3 separate regions of the Mus musculus genome follow, and all the other regions are linked to region 3. Evidence: chromatin contacts called from public HiChIP or PLAC-seq and promoter capture Hi-C data. All regions are on one chromosome and are shown on one strand. Each heading gives the region's core, a stretch centred on a gene start, on an enhancer-like site or on the middle of the called end of the contact. The rest is flanking DNA. Distances are from core to core; before and after follow the strand shown. Region 1 holds the start of Papss1 (3'-phosphoadenosine 5'-phosphosulfate synthase 1). Region 2 has its middle 200 kb from the start of Tacr3. Region 3 holds the start of Npnt (nephronectin).

What was found. Promoter capture Hi-C pulls out the DNA fragments that hold promoters and counts their contacts. HiChIP or PLAC-seq counts read pairs in DNA pulled down with a chosen protein or histone mark.
Region 1: an H3K27ac HiChIP or PLAC-seq map of microglia shows a contact between it and region 3, with 9 times the contacts expected there. The contact joins the promoter of Papss1 here to the promoter of Npnt in region 3. A contact is called at or near these places in 2 of 39 promoter capture datasets (hippocampal neurons and liver) and 2 of 115 datasets of contacts at active chromatin or transcription factors (astrocytes and microglia).
Region 2: a promoter capture Hi-C map of the HPC-7 cell line shows a contact between it and region 3, with 8 times the contacts expected there. The contact joins the enhancer-like site here to the promoter of Npnt in region 3. A contact is called at or near these places in 5 of 39 promoter capture datasets (the C10 cell line, the HPC-7 cell line, hippocampal neurons and 2 more).

Annotation. Positions count from the first base shown.
Region 1 is chr3:131,563,172-131,566,874 of GRCm38.p6, forward strand. It overlaps Papss1 (3'-phosphoadenosine 5'-phosphosulfate synthase 1), which reads left to right and starts at 1,597. Exons shown (of 12, transcript NM_011863.2): 1 at 1,597-1,812. The coding sequence starts at 1,753.
Region 2 is chr3:134,626,920-134,630,784 of GRCm38.p6, forward strand. No RefSeq gene overlaps it. Among named protein-coding and RNA genes, the nearest start is that of Tacr3, 200 kb to the right of the region's middle. Within about 2 kb of position 2,437, at least 48 of the 459 cell types and tissues checked have an H3K27ac peak or open chromatin away from gene starts, as enhancers often do. A contact at or near this core is called in the HPC-7 cell line and second pharyngeal arch cranial neural crest, where this site is marked.
Region 3 is chr3:132,948,432-132,952,230 of GRCm38.p6, forward strand. Npnt (nephronectin) reads right to left here and starts at 1,860. Exons shown (of 14, transcript NM_001287101.1): 1 at 1,542-1,860. The coding sequence starts at 1,612.

The DNA of each region.
Region 1 (3,703 bases), core at 347-2,846, 1.4 Mb before region 3:
AACAATTATTTTTTTAGGTGCATACAAAAGAATAGGTTTCTTTATGACATTTTCATAAATATATGTGATTGGCCTTTGTCCACATTTTCTTGTTTATCATTGTCCTTATTTTTAGTCTTTTAGTCTCATTCTTGTGACTGCTATAAGCAGAATTTAGAATTGTATTGAAATTCAGTCCTATATACTATTAGATTAAGAATCCCCTAGATAGAGCTAAAGGATGGAACACGCCTTGAATCCCAGCACTCAGGAGTGAGAGGCAGGTGGATCTCCGAGTTTGAGGTCAGCCTGGTTTACAGAGTGAATTTCAGGACAGCCAGGGCTATAAAGAGACATCCTGACTCAAGAACACAAAAACAAACAAACCAGAAAGAAAGAAAGAAAGGAAGAAAGGAAGAAAGAAAGAAAGACAAAACAAGCAAGCAATAAAGACATTTTATATATATGGTGGAGGAATAAGATCTGATTTGCATGTTAGAAGTACCTGTCTGACACTATTGAGAACAGAGAGGTTGGCAGAGGAGTGATACTTGTTGTGTGCGTCTCTCTGTGTGCGTGGTGTGTATGTGTGTGTGTGTGTGGTGTGTGGCGCGTGTATCTGTGCAATGACGACTCCTGTTAGACGTGGAGGAGGGAGATTAATTTGAGACTTTGTCAGTGGAGCAAATAGGAACTGACTTGCTAGCAATAGGCTATGCAAGTAAGCCTCAAGTGTTGATTGATATGTGTGTGTGTGTGTGTGTGTGTGTGTGTGTGTGTGTGTGATCACTGGTCGTCATCAGTAGCGGAGTAAGCAGCTAAATTTTGTGAGACTGTGGATGTTTGCAGTTATGGTTATGGTGAGCTTAAAGTTATGGGGATGAGTGCGAAGGGTTATAACTCCTGGAGAAGGCCTCCCCCTCCCAGCCCCATTCTTTTACGAACTGATCATGGACTATATGTGGTTGGAAATGCCCTTTATAGGTGAGCATTCCGCCTTGCGTACCAGGGAACCTGGATTTTAGTCCTCTATGAGTAGCAAGTACTAGAGAAGCCCCTTTGTGGCTAGTCAGCGGCAACAAACACTGCATAGAAATTTCCTGATAGAAAGCGGCTCTCCAAGTGGGAAAGGCGTCACCTTACAAATACTTTCTAATCCTTGATGAGATACAGTTGATGTCAAAAAAACATTGTGCACTGAGTAGGATTGCAAAGCGGTGAGCAACATGTAATGGTGAATTCACTTAAGTAATCCTACTTTTTGCAGGGCTGGGAAACATTTTTTCAAAGTCGGCCTAGTTGACAAGCGCACACATCGAGCCTGTGCAGTGTTTGCGGAAGAAAAGCTAGAGAGCAGCAGGAGCCCACGTCAGCTTCTTCCCCTACCAGCCTCAGCTCTAGGGAGCGTCTCCCACGCCCAGCTCTGCAGGCGTCGCTCCGCCTCGCTCACTGCGCATGCTCAGCATCTGAAGGCTCTCTTCAACAAACCCTCAGACCACGCCCCTCGTCCTGGGTCAAGGCGGAGCTTCAAGCGCCCCTCCTGGTGATTGGATGTTGAGGTCTCGACCCCGCGCCTCCGCTTCGCCCCGCCCTCCACGCTGCTCGGATGCCTAGCTCCAGCCGAGGCGATCACTAGCTGGAGCGCACGTCAGCGCGCGCCTGAGCCCGGGGTGCAGGCCCCGCCCCTTCTCCCTGCTCCGCCCCGCCCCTCGGCCTCTCTCCCACTGCTCGGCCCCGGGGCTCTCAGCAGCAGTGCATCCGCGCTCCGCGGCCATGGAGATTCCTGGGAGTCTGTGCAAGAAAGTCAAGCTGAGCAATAACGCGCAGAACTGGGTGAGTGGTGGCCGCAGGCCGGAGCGCGGGGAGCGTGGGTGGCTGTGGGAACCGCGGGCTGCCCGTGCATCCTGCGGGAGCCGGGGGCGGGGACCCGGGCGGCGGCGGCCGGTGAAGGCGAGTCCAGGCCCGGAGCTGTCCCCTAGGCTGGCGAGGCGGAGGGCTGCGGCGGAGGCAGACGGAGGCGCCTCTGCACGTTCCGGGTGTGCTTGGCCCAGGTTTGGGTCGGTCTCCGAGTCTTTACGTTTCTGAGTTGCAGTGTACTGAGAGAATAACAATGTGGTCATTCATGGATCGGGACTGCAGGACTGAGGTTCTTTGTGTCTCTGTTTTAAATTGGAATGTCGGACACAGACATACTTTTAAAGACTCGATTTCTGGTGACAGTTAGGTGTGGGAAGATTAATAGTTTCTAACATTGAACAGCGAGTGCCAGTTGGCTTCATTGGCCAAGTGCTATGGCTTCAGAGGGTCGTTTACTTCTGTAGTTTATTCATTGGTGGTGGCAGCTAAGATGGTAAGCGCGAAGCTGGAGACCATCCAACTTTGGAGGCTGCAAAGGCCCTGCTTCAGCGTTAGATGGATTTTTTTTTTCTTTTATTCCGCAGGTAACAGGATCATGAAGTTTAATTTAATCTTGTAAATCATCACCTGCCCTTGGTGAGTCAGGAGAAAGTTAAAAAAAAAAACGCTGTTTCAGGCTAGTGTTCTTTTGAAGTCATTGATTTGCCACGTCTGCTGTCAGATTCAAGAATTCTCACTGTCTTCTTTCATCCTTTACCTTAACTTCTTAGAAGGTGAGAGGGATGTGAGATAAAAGGGAGATTAGGAGGTTGGAAGGGACAGACTCCTGGCGTGGGCTCCAGTCCCCCGCCTTGCTGTTTGTAAGTTGGGTGATCTTGAGGACAGTCACTCCACTCTGAATCTCAGGTGACTGGAGGGTGTAACAGTGTGTCCTTCTCAGGATTGTCTTTCTGAGTAGAGAAGATAACGAAGGTGAAAGAGCAACGAAACCATTGCTCTGAAACTCCGATTCAGCATCACTATTGTTGCTAACAGGATTTTACGGATAGGGAGGTAAGTTGACTAAATTGGAGTATTTCAAAGAAGTTTCAGTAATACTGTCTGTCTATAAGTCATTTATTTAAAGATCATTTTGTTATTTTTTGAGTCTGAGTGTTTTCCCTGTGTGTATGTGTATGCACCAGGTGCGCGCCTGATGTTCCAGAAGGGTGTGTAGGATCCCCTTCGGGCTGCAGTTACAGGTAGTTGTGAGCCACCATTGTGTGTGTTCTGGGGATCCTCTGTAAGAGCGAGTGCTGTCAACTGCTGAGCCAACTCTTCTGCTGCCCTAATTCATTTATGTATTACATTATTTGCTAATGTAGAGATCCATATTTGACAGCTATAAAAAACCATGGGGCTCAGGGCTTGCTTTGCAGTTGCCCATGGCAACTGATTGTTAAGGGCATATGTTTTTATGGGCCACAGTGAGTGGCCTAAGATAGGAGTTTTATTGCAGTTTAGAGGCAAGGTTAGTTTGGCCCCAGGGGTTTTTATGAGTTTATGGAGAACCTCATATTTCTGAGGTGGGTGGAGCCATTACATCCCTGAGCGGAGACATGTTTGACTACTGAAGGTAGTTTTTGTTGGGGAGCAGAGATAAAGATGGGGTGGAGCAGGGTTGTGTAATGTAAATGTTTGGCTAAAGAGTTAGGGTGATTTTTCTAGGAGATTTGGAATGGAGTTAGAATTTTTTAAATTTTTCTGAACTTTCCTTTTTTTCCAGTCTCTAAAAGAATGACCTCCTCTAACACACTTAACTCATCCGATGGGTGTGAGTGTAAAAAAAAAAATCTATGCACTATTATGTTAATGTTCTCATTCCATA
Region 2 (3,865 bases), core at 1,187-3,686, 1.7 Mb after region 3:
TATGTGTATCTAACGATTTCTGATCAAGGTATGGCTCCAGCCATTATTGTCTGGCAACAGTTTCAGGGTAATCTGACAAGTTAGAACTGTGAAATCTCTTTGAGGAGAAAATGCCCATGTTTTCCCATCCCAGCACCTTTCTCTTTTCCCAGCATAAGGTTCCTGGGGGAAATTCCCATTGCTCTGGCATCCATTGTTTCAATATTCTGATTGAAAGAAATAAGGATCACCAAAATATCATCATCTCTGCCATACTAATTACAGAATCAGCATTGAGACTGAGGCACATCTCCTTGATGGGTATGCTGTACCTTCTCAATGGCAGGGAGATGCCCACAGTGACAGTAACTATGATGTGCACAGGAATGACTAAAATAAGGCATGTGGAACCCACAGCCTCCCCCCAGATAACTCCTTTATAAGGAGTGAGAATAATATCTTGGCAATTATTGTTTTTCACCGAATCTGTCATTGGATAGATTTTTTTTTAATTACATTTTCTTTAGTTGTTTGGATTCTCATCCCATAAATGTTATTAAGAGTCGCTCTATTTCTTCAGTCAGTGGGTTGGACCAATTTAAAAAAAAAAAACCATGAAACTCCTTCAGAGGGTAGATATTTTTATGAGGAGGTTATGACTAAGCTCAAGACCAGGAAACTTTTCTTCAAGATTCAAAATGACAATAAATTTCTGGATACTTCTATTAAAATATATTATTTTCCTAGAGTCACATGAGAGATGAAACTGTCAGAATATTATTGTGGGTGAGAAAAGGGACTATTACATCTGTTCTATTCTGTCTTTAATGAAGCCTAACCCTGGGCCATTTTGGATACCTATGTCTTTCAGTTCAAACCTTACGCAGTCCATAGTCCACAGCATTCAGTTCTATGAAAACCTGCACTTACAGATGTTAGCTTCTGTAGTCATTAGACAAAATATACTGCGATGGAAATTTTTTGTGTCAGCATCCATCTCTGGTAAGTGTCTCTGGTCATGTGACTAAGCTCAATGAGAATCTCGAGACAGAGTAAAAACCAAAACACAAAATGCCACAGGAATGATCTCTCTCTCTCTCTCTCTCTCTCTCTCTCTCTCTCTCTCTCTGTGTCTCTCATGCTTCCTTATTTTTTTTCCTTTCTTCTTTTTCTGTTTCATTCAGTTTCTTGACTTATTCCTAATTGATTGCATTGTGTACTAAGGAGATACTGTCTCTCTGTTATCATACTGTGTATGATATTATCCTTGATCTTAAACTAACCAACTTGGAGGAATAAAGGGGGAAAAGAAAAGAAACATGTTAATTTGTCTTTTCTCAAACATGGAATACTCTGACTGTTACACAAATAGTAATTTTCTTTGTTATATGTTAAAAGTGTTAACAATTAGCCAGAGAATGGGAAGAAATGATCTGTGGGGAACTCTTAAGGGAGTGCGAATTCCAAAATTAATTTTAAACATCTATAATGAGGACAAGAATAGAGGAGAGACAAAATGAAAGGAAAGAGAAGGAGAGAAGAAATGAAGGAGGAGGAAGGAAAAAAAGCTAAAAGGAACAACTGATGCTTCCCGTTCACATCCGGGATGTCTGTCGGCCAGCTCAGGATGTCTGTCGGCCAGCTCAGGATGATTCCCTAGTCCAGAGCACCAGGTATGACCAATCCCATGTTTAAATAGGCCTGCTCCAATCCAGGTCTCTGCTAAAGGAAAGAATAAAACACTAGGAGAGAAATGGATCCTGTGGCTGACAAAACCACAAATATGCCACACAATTTCTATGAGCTATTAAATATGTAAAATTAAAGGAGGGGAGAGAGGTGGTGTTATCAAATCCATTGTATACACAAAAGTGAAAATTTCAAGAAATATATTTTAAAAATTCTTCTAAAAGGCTTTCAATACAAGATGGACAAGATCCCCCCCCCCGTGTGTGTTTGTGTGTGTGTGTGTGTGTGTGTACTTTTTACTGTTTTATATTTTTGTTTTTTAAGAAAGGAAAAAGAACATAAAGTTGGATGATGGTGGGGAATCTGGGAAGAGTTGGGGGATGGGAAAAATATGATCAATATATATTACATTCTGATTTTTAAGAGATAAAATGAATTCTAATTCCGTATTCAACAAAAAAAAAAAATCTTCAGAAAGTGACCATTTTAAAATAACATTTTACCATTGAGAAGAAGACATTGAAGAAATGATGTATGTTTCGAAATATTTTGAATTTAAAGACCTTTCACATTACCTAGCTAGGAGGACAGACAAACCGTGATTTTTTTTTTAAACAAATATCCACATATCATTCCCGTCTTCCAGACCTGGAAATGGATTTTATAGCTTGAGAGCATGACAGAAACATCTTCTGCTGGATTTAAAGGCTGGCTTCATGGTCGCATGAAAGAAGATTAGGGTGGGTGTGGGGAGAAGCAGGGCTGGACTTCCGTTCAAACGCCTCAACTATAAAAGATGAGTCATTGCTGCGGGTTAGTCAAGCTGACCCTTAGTGTGAAGGAATTGCAAAATGAAAAATAAATAACTCCACTGACTTAGAATATATGCCATTTCAGGGAGAGGGAGAGAGAGAGAGAGAGAGAGAGAGAGAGAGAGAGAGAGAGAGAGAGAGAGAGAGAGAGAGAGAGAGAGAGAGAGAGAGAAAGAACAACCCTTTGTGTTTGCTCTGCTAGGAAAAAAGAAAGAAACTGTGTATCTCTTAAGTGATGACTGATTATTTACCTATGAACGAGGCCATCCGTATCTTTATAGCTGTAGCTAAACACTATGTCCCTGTCATCAGTCTCAGCAAATGGAACAGCAGAAGCCCCCACAGAAGCAAGGGTGCAAATCCCTTTATCTGTCTTTGATTATATCTAAACGGGATGGTTAATGGGCCTTGTGCTGAAGCTTCTAGTAAATTGGCCATTTGCTTTCACGAACACATTCTGGAATAGCTTCCAGGAAAAGCAGGCAAATGAATTAATATTTACCTCTGTAGCCATGATTTCCCCCCATAGCTCCTCTTCTTCCCCTTGAGAATTATAGGAGAAAACGAAGAGCAACGAGTGCCACGGAGCCGCGATCTTCCAGTGCCACCTAGTGCTGCTTTTATTTCTGAACTGCGCTGGCAATTTTTATTAATGGCTGAGTAATTCCAGATGTTTTTGACTTACAAGACTGAAAGCTACTCAATCTTTATTCCACATGGAATGCTTCTCAGTAATAATTTCTGCAAATAAGAAAATGAAGGAAACAACACCCGGGCATCATGGAAGTTTGAAAGGGAACCCAGGCAAGATATCTTTAACTTTGTTTTCTGAAAAGTTGCCTTTTACAATTCTGAGCTCTTCCCAGGGGAACACTTTCTCCCGCTGTCAGCATTCGGTGGTTGCTTGCAGTTCTTTGTCTCGGGTTGAGTCTCCTTGAGTGTAGGGTGATTCTTCCACACTGGGTGTCGATTCCTTCCACTTAGGGTGTGGATTTCTGTTGTCAGCGCTCAGGTCATGTTTGGGCAGACGAGGGAGGAAAATGACGTAATTACCATAATCCCAAGAATGTTTTAAAAAATCAAATCGCTACCAAAAACTCAAGAAAATAAAAGCCATTTCTTTGATCTAAAAAAATACAGTTTGATCTATGAAAATAGCTATCTTAGTTCTCTAATTTGACAGAGTCCACTAATATTTAATGATTTTACTACCCAACCATCAAATAGCACAGATGAGAAATGTGAAAAACTCTGGCTGGTTGGTTTTCTTCTCTATTAAAATGAGGTTTTTAACCCTGCAGCATGCTAACCTTTGTTGTAAGGACTTTCTTCTCCGTCCATCTGTGTAAGTTCTGCTGCGGCTGACACTTTGTTCATGGGAAAGG
Region 3 (3,799 bases), core at 610-3,109:
ACGGGATGGTTTCTGAAAGCTTGAAATAAAACAGATTAGCCAGACTCACAGCTGTTGGGGGCGGGGAGGAGGGGGCAGTTTTGACTAATGCACCGGGACGCTGAAATGTGCTGAATAACAGATCTGTCAGAGCAGAAAGAATGTTTGCTTCGTATAAAGGGCAGATAAGGAAATGGGCAAGAAGAGGAGCTTATTCAAAAATCAAATGCAACCAACCAAGCTCTTTCTATACAACTGCCTCCTCCTCCTCCTCCTCTTCCCCACCACTGCTGTAAGAAAAGCCCAAAACCAGGCCGTGAAGAGTGTCTCAAGTGTCCTCGTATTTTACAAGCTGTCTGCATCAGCAATCCACATTATTTCCCTCTCCGATGTAAAGTGTACCCAGAGAGACTCCAAGTTTAGGATGCAGATTTATGCATCAGATCACACTTACACCTGTGACTGTTAGCCTGTTTAGATTCACACCTACCAGACTTTCTGGACACCTAGGCTGTGTGTGTGTGTGTGTGTGTGTGTGTGTGTGTGTGTGTGTGTGTGTGTGTTTCTTTGTAAATGGACACCTAGGCTGTGTGTGTGTGTGTGTGTGTGTGTGTTTCTTTGTAAATATGTGTGCCCCAAAGTAATGCACCACAAATCCAAATGTGGGCAAAGAATTGCTTTTGGAAAATAAAAGGCTTAGCCTCTGGCTGCTTTCCACTCTTCTTTAAACTCTTTATCTCTTCAATTCATCTTCGCTTTACCCTCAGGCTCAAAGTACAAAACAACCCCAACTTCTATTTCCTCCGACCAGGTGGTGAACCGGGAGCGGGTGCCTTTTTCTTCCGCGCTCCGAGGCTTTTCCTCTGGTCCCCTCCAGGGACAGGAAAGCCAATCAATCCTGGAATTGATTCGTTCCAAGATTGCAGGTAAAACAGGTGCGGCATCTTCAAGGCAGCCCTGGGACAAGCTCTGAGGGATGGGGACAGGGGTGAGTGGTGGTGTGAGCCAGCGGGAAACCTGTCCAGCTGAGGCCTTCAGTGGGGACTGAGCCCGGGATCTCCGGGGAGATCGCGCGGTGCGCTGCCTTGGGGGGACACGCTGAGTGACAGCAGAGACCCTGCCGGAGGTTGTTGGGACCTGTCAGAGCAAGCAACAGTCAGGCCCGCCAGGTCTGAGCGGTGCCGCGTGCTACACACACACACACACACACACACACACACACACACGCACCCCGAGCGCCTCCTCTCAGTACTCATGTTAAGCTTGTGTACACCGTCCCCCCTCCGAACCACAAACCGAGAGCCCTCGGGTGCCATTTGTTCCAAGTACGGTCCTCGCCGCCACCCTTTGTCGAATCGCCGGGTCACCTGCAAGTTTCCCCTCGGGACACAGTCCATCCTGATCACTGGCTGTAGGGACGCTCCACGCGTCACCTGTGTCCCTGCTCCTGCCCGCTCTCACCGCACACGGGGCACGAGCCTCTCTTTCTCCTGAGCCCGGAGCCAGGCTGCTCCACTCGAGGTCCCTGAGGGAAAGGGGAGGGCACCCGAGACCCGCCTCACCTCCCGTCGAAGTCGGCAGCCACCTGCAGGTAGAGCGAGGACGCGAGCACCGCCGCTAGGAGCACAGCCATGCCGGAGGACCGGGACGCGGGGACGCTGAAGGTTGCGGGGAGCTGCGCGTCCCGGGATCTCCCGGCCGCCTTCGGCGCGGCACCCGCGGCTGCTGGGACGCACAGAGCGCAGCGCGCAGCCGGGCAGGTCTGCGGCGGGCTGGCAGAGCCCCTCCGGCTCCCTCCTGGCGAGGGGAGGCGCTGCGGCGGGAGCCGCGCCGCCCGCGGGGAGGGGCGAGGCGGGAGGGACGCGCCGCGCAGCCCGCCGCCCTCCCTGCCCCGCCGCCCTGGTGCCCTGGGCGCGCGCCGGGGCTCGCCCCTCCCCGGGCCCCAGGGGCAGGGGCGGCTCAGGGGCGGGGATGCGGCGCGCAGGCAGCCTCGGCCACGGGTGGCGCTTGCCCCCGGGCTGCGAGAAAAGTTGGGAGCAGAGCTAGGGAGAGGGCTTGTCGGGTGACCTGCCTGAAAAAGTGAGCCCAGCCGCCAGAGGCTGGGGCGACAGTGGGGTTGGAAGTGGAAGTACGCGTTCTGTGGGGGTAGACAGATGCCCCCCCACATACACACACAGGTGGTCTATAGGGGAGAACCCAACTTTTCTGCACCTACCGGAGGGGTTCCTGGACTGATGAAGGCAGGCAGACCCAGATTGCTTCTCCTACAGAGCTGGAATATCCCTGCACCTTTTAACGGGGGTGGGGAGTGTGGTGGGGGGGGTTCGGCTCTCAGGTCGAATTTTGAAGAAGAACTCTGGGCTCAGGAGAAAGAGAAGAACCTTGGAAAACTGTCTGTGTCCTGAAGCTCCACTTGGTGCACCCCCGTGGGTAGGGCAAGTGCTCCACCCCAGAGGAAGGGGAGTTAGTTACCACTTAGCTTGTGGTGTAGCTGGTCTTGAGGGGACCTCTTTAGAACCATTTGAAGTAGTTACTGAGCTATCATAAAAAGCATTGCACCAAAGGACTGAAAAGAAATGATTTTCATAAATATACGTTCAAACTTAAATCATTCCCGTCCTTAGGCCATACCCCCAATGGCTGGCTGTCCTGTCCTCTCTCTCTTCAGTCCATGATCTCCTGGCCTGGCACCCTCTAGGCATGCATTGAAGAGGTTGTGTGTATAGCTGAATCTCACTTCCTTGCCTAAAAGTCACCCTAAAAGCCAAATATGAATGCTGTTTAAAATTCTTATCTTCCCCTCTGGTGTCACGTCCAGCCATACTTTGCCTTCCCCCCCCCATTGTACTGATCTTTTCTCTTACAGCATAATTTGTTTATCTATGTCTTCTTTCTGTTGTAATGTAAACTCTCCAAGAAGAGCTATCTTTGTTTAGTGCCTACAACATTGCCTGGCACATAGTAGGTGCTCATAAATGTTAATCGAAAGTATTTGCTACCGTACATTCAACTGTCACTCCGTTCGCATCATTTTAAGGTTTCTGCTACTTCAAATTGTTAACGAAAAGTTCTGTGCCAGTTTGGTTACACTATCCTGATTTATCAGTATGTGTAAAAACAGGACTTTTCTGCAAGAAAAGGAAAAATAATAGTTCTTTGATTTCCAAGTTGCTTCTGTTAGCAAAAGAAGTTTCTATTTTAATCTCAGAAAATTATCCTTGCCGGTTCAGGCTTGGGACACTGTTTGAGGCAAACAGCTTGGTGTCATCCATTTCAGATGCTTCTAACAAAGTCCAAAATAGTCTAAGAGGCATAATATTTTTTTCTGCAGAAAAGTCAAATGTTTGTCAGTGTAATGTAGGCTTGCTTCCCGACCCCACTCCTTGGTGGCATGCATTGCTTATTGGCTCCTGTTCGGTTCCTGAAAGAGCTCCATTGGCACAGTGGATGGTTGGGTTAACCTGCAGGCTAGAGAATAACTTCAGAAGAGGGGAGAAGAGTGATAGGTGGAAATAAGACAGTGACTGCACACTTCTCTGACATAGGTAGGGTTTTTTTTTTTGTTTTGTTTTGTTTTTTTTTTGGCCCAGAAAACTTCCACATTCCTTCACTTGAACAATCTCCACTTATACTTTTTGGATCCATGCTTATATAATTTTTTGGCTTGTCTTCTATTATATGGACTTCTATAATATTATATGTCTCCAAGAGCAGCTCTTGGCAAATTATGTTGTCATTGCCTCTCTGCCACATTAGGTCTTTCTAGCCAACAAGAAGCCAAAGGTAATTCCTCTCGTGTCAGTACATCCTGGGTGCTCGG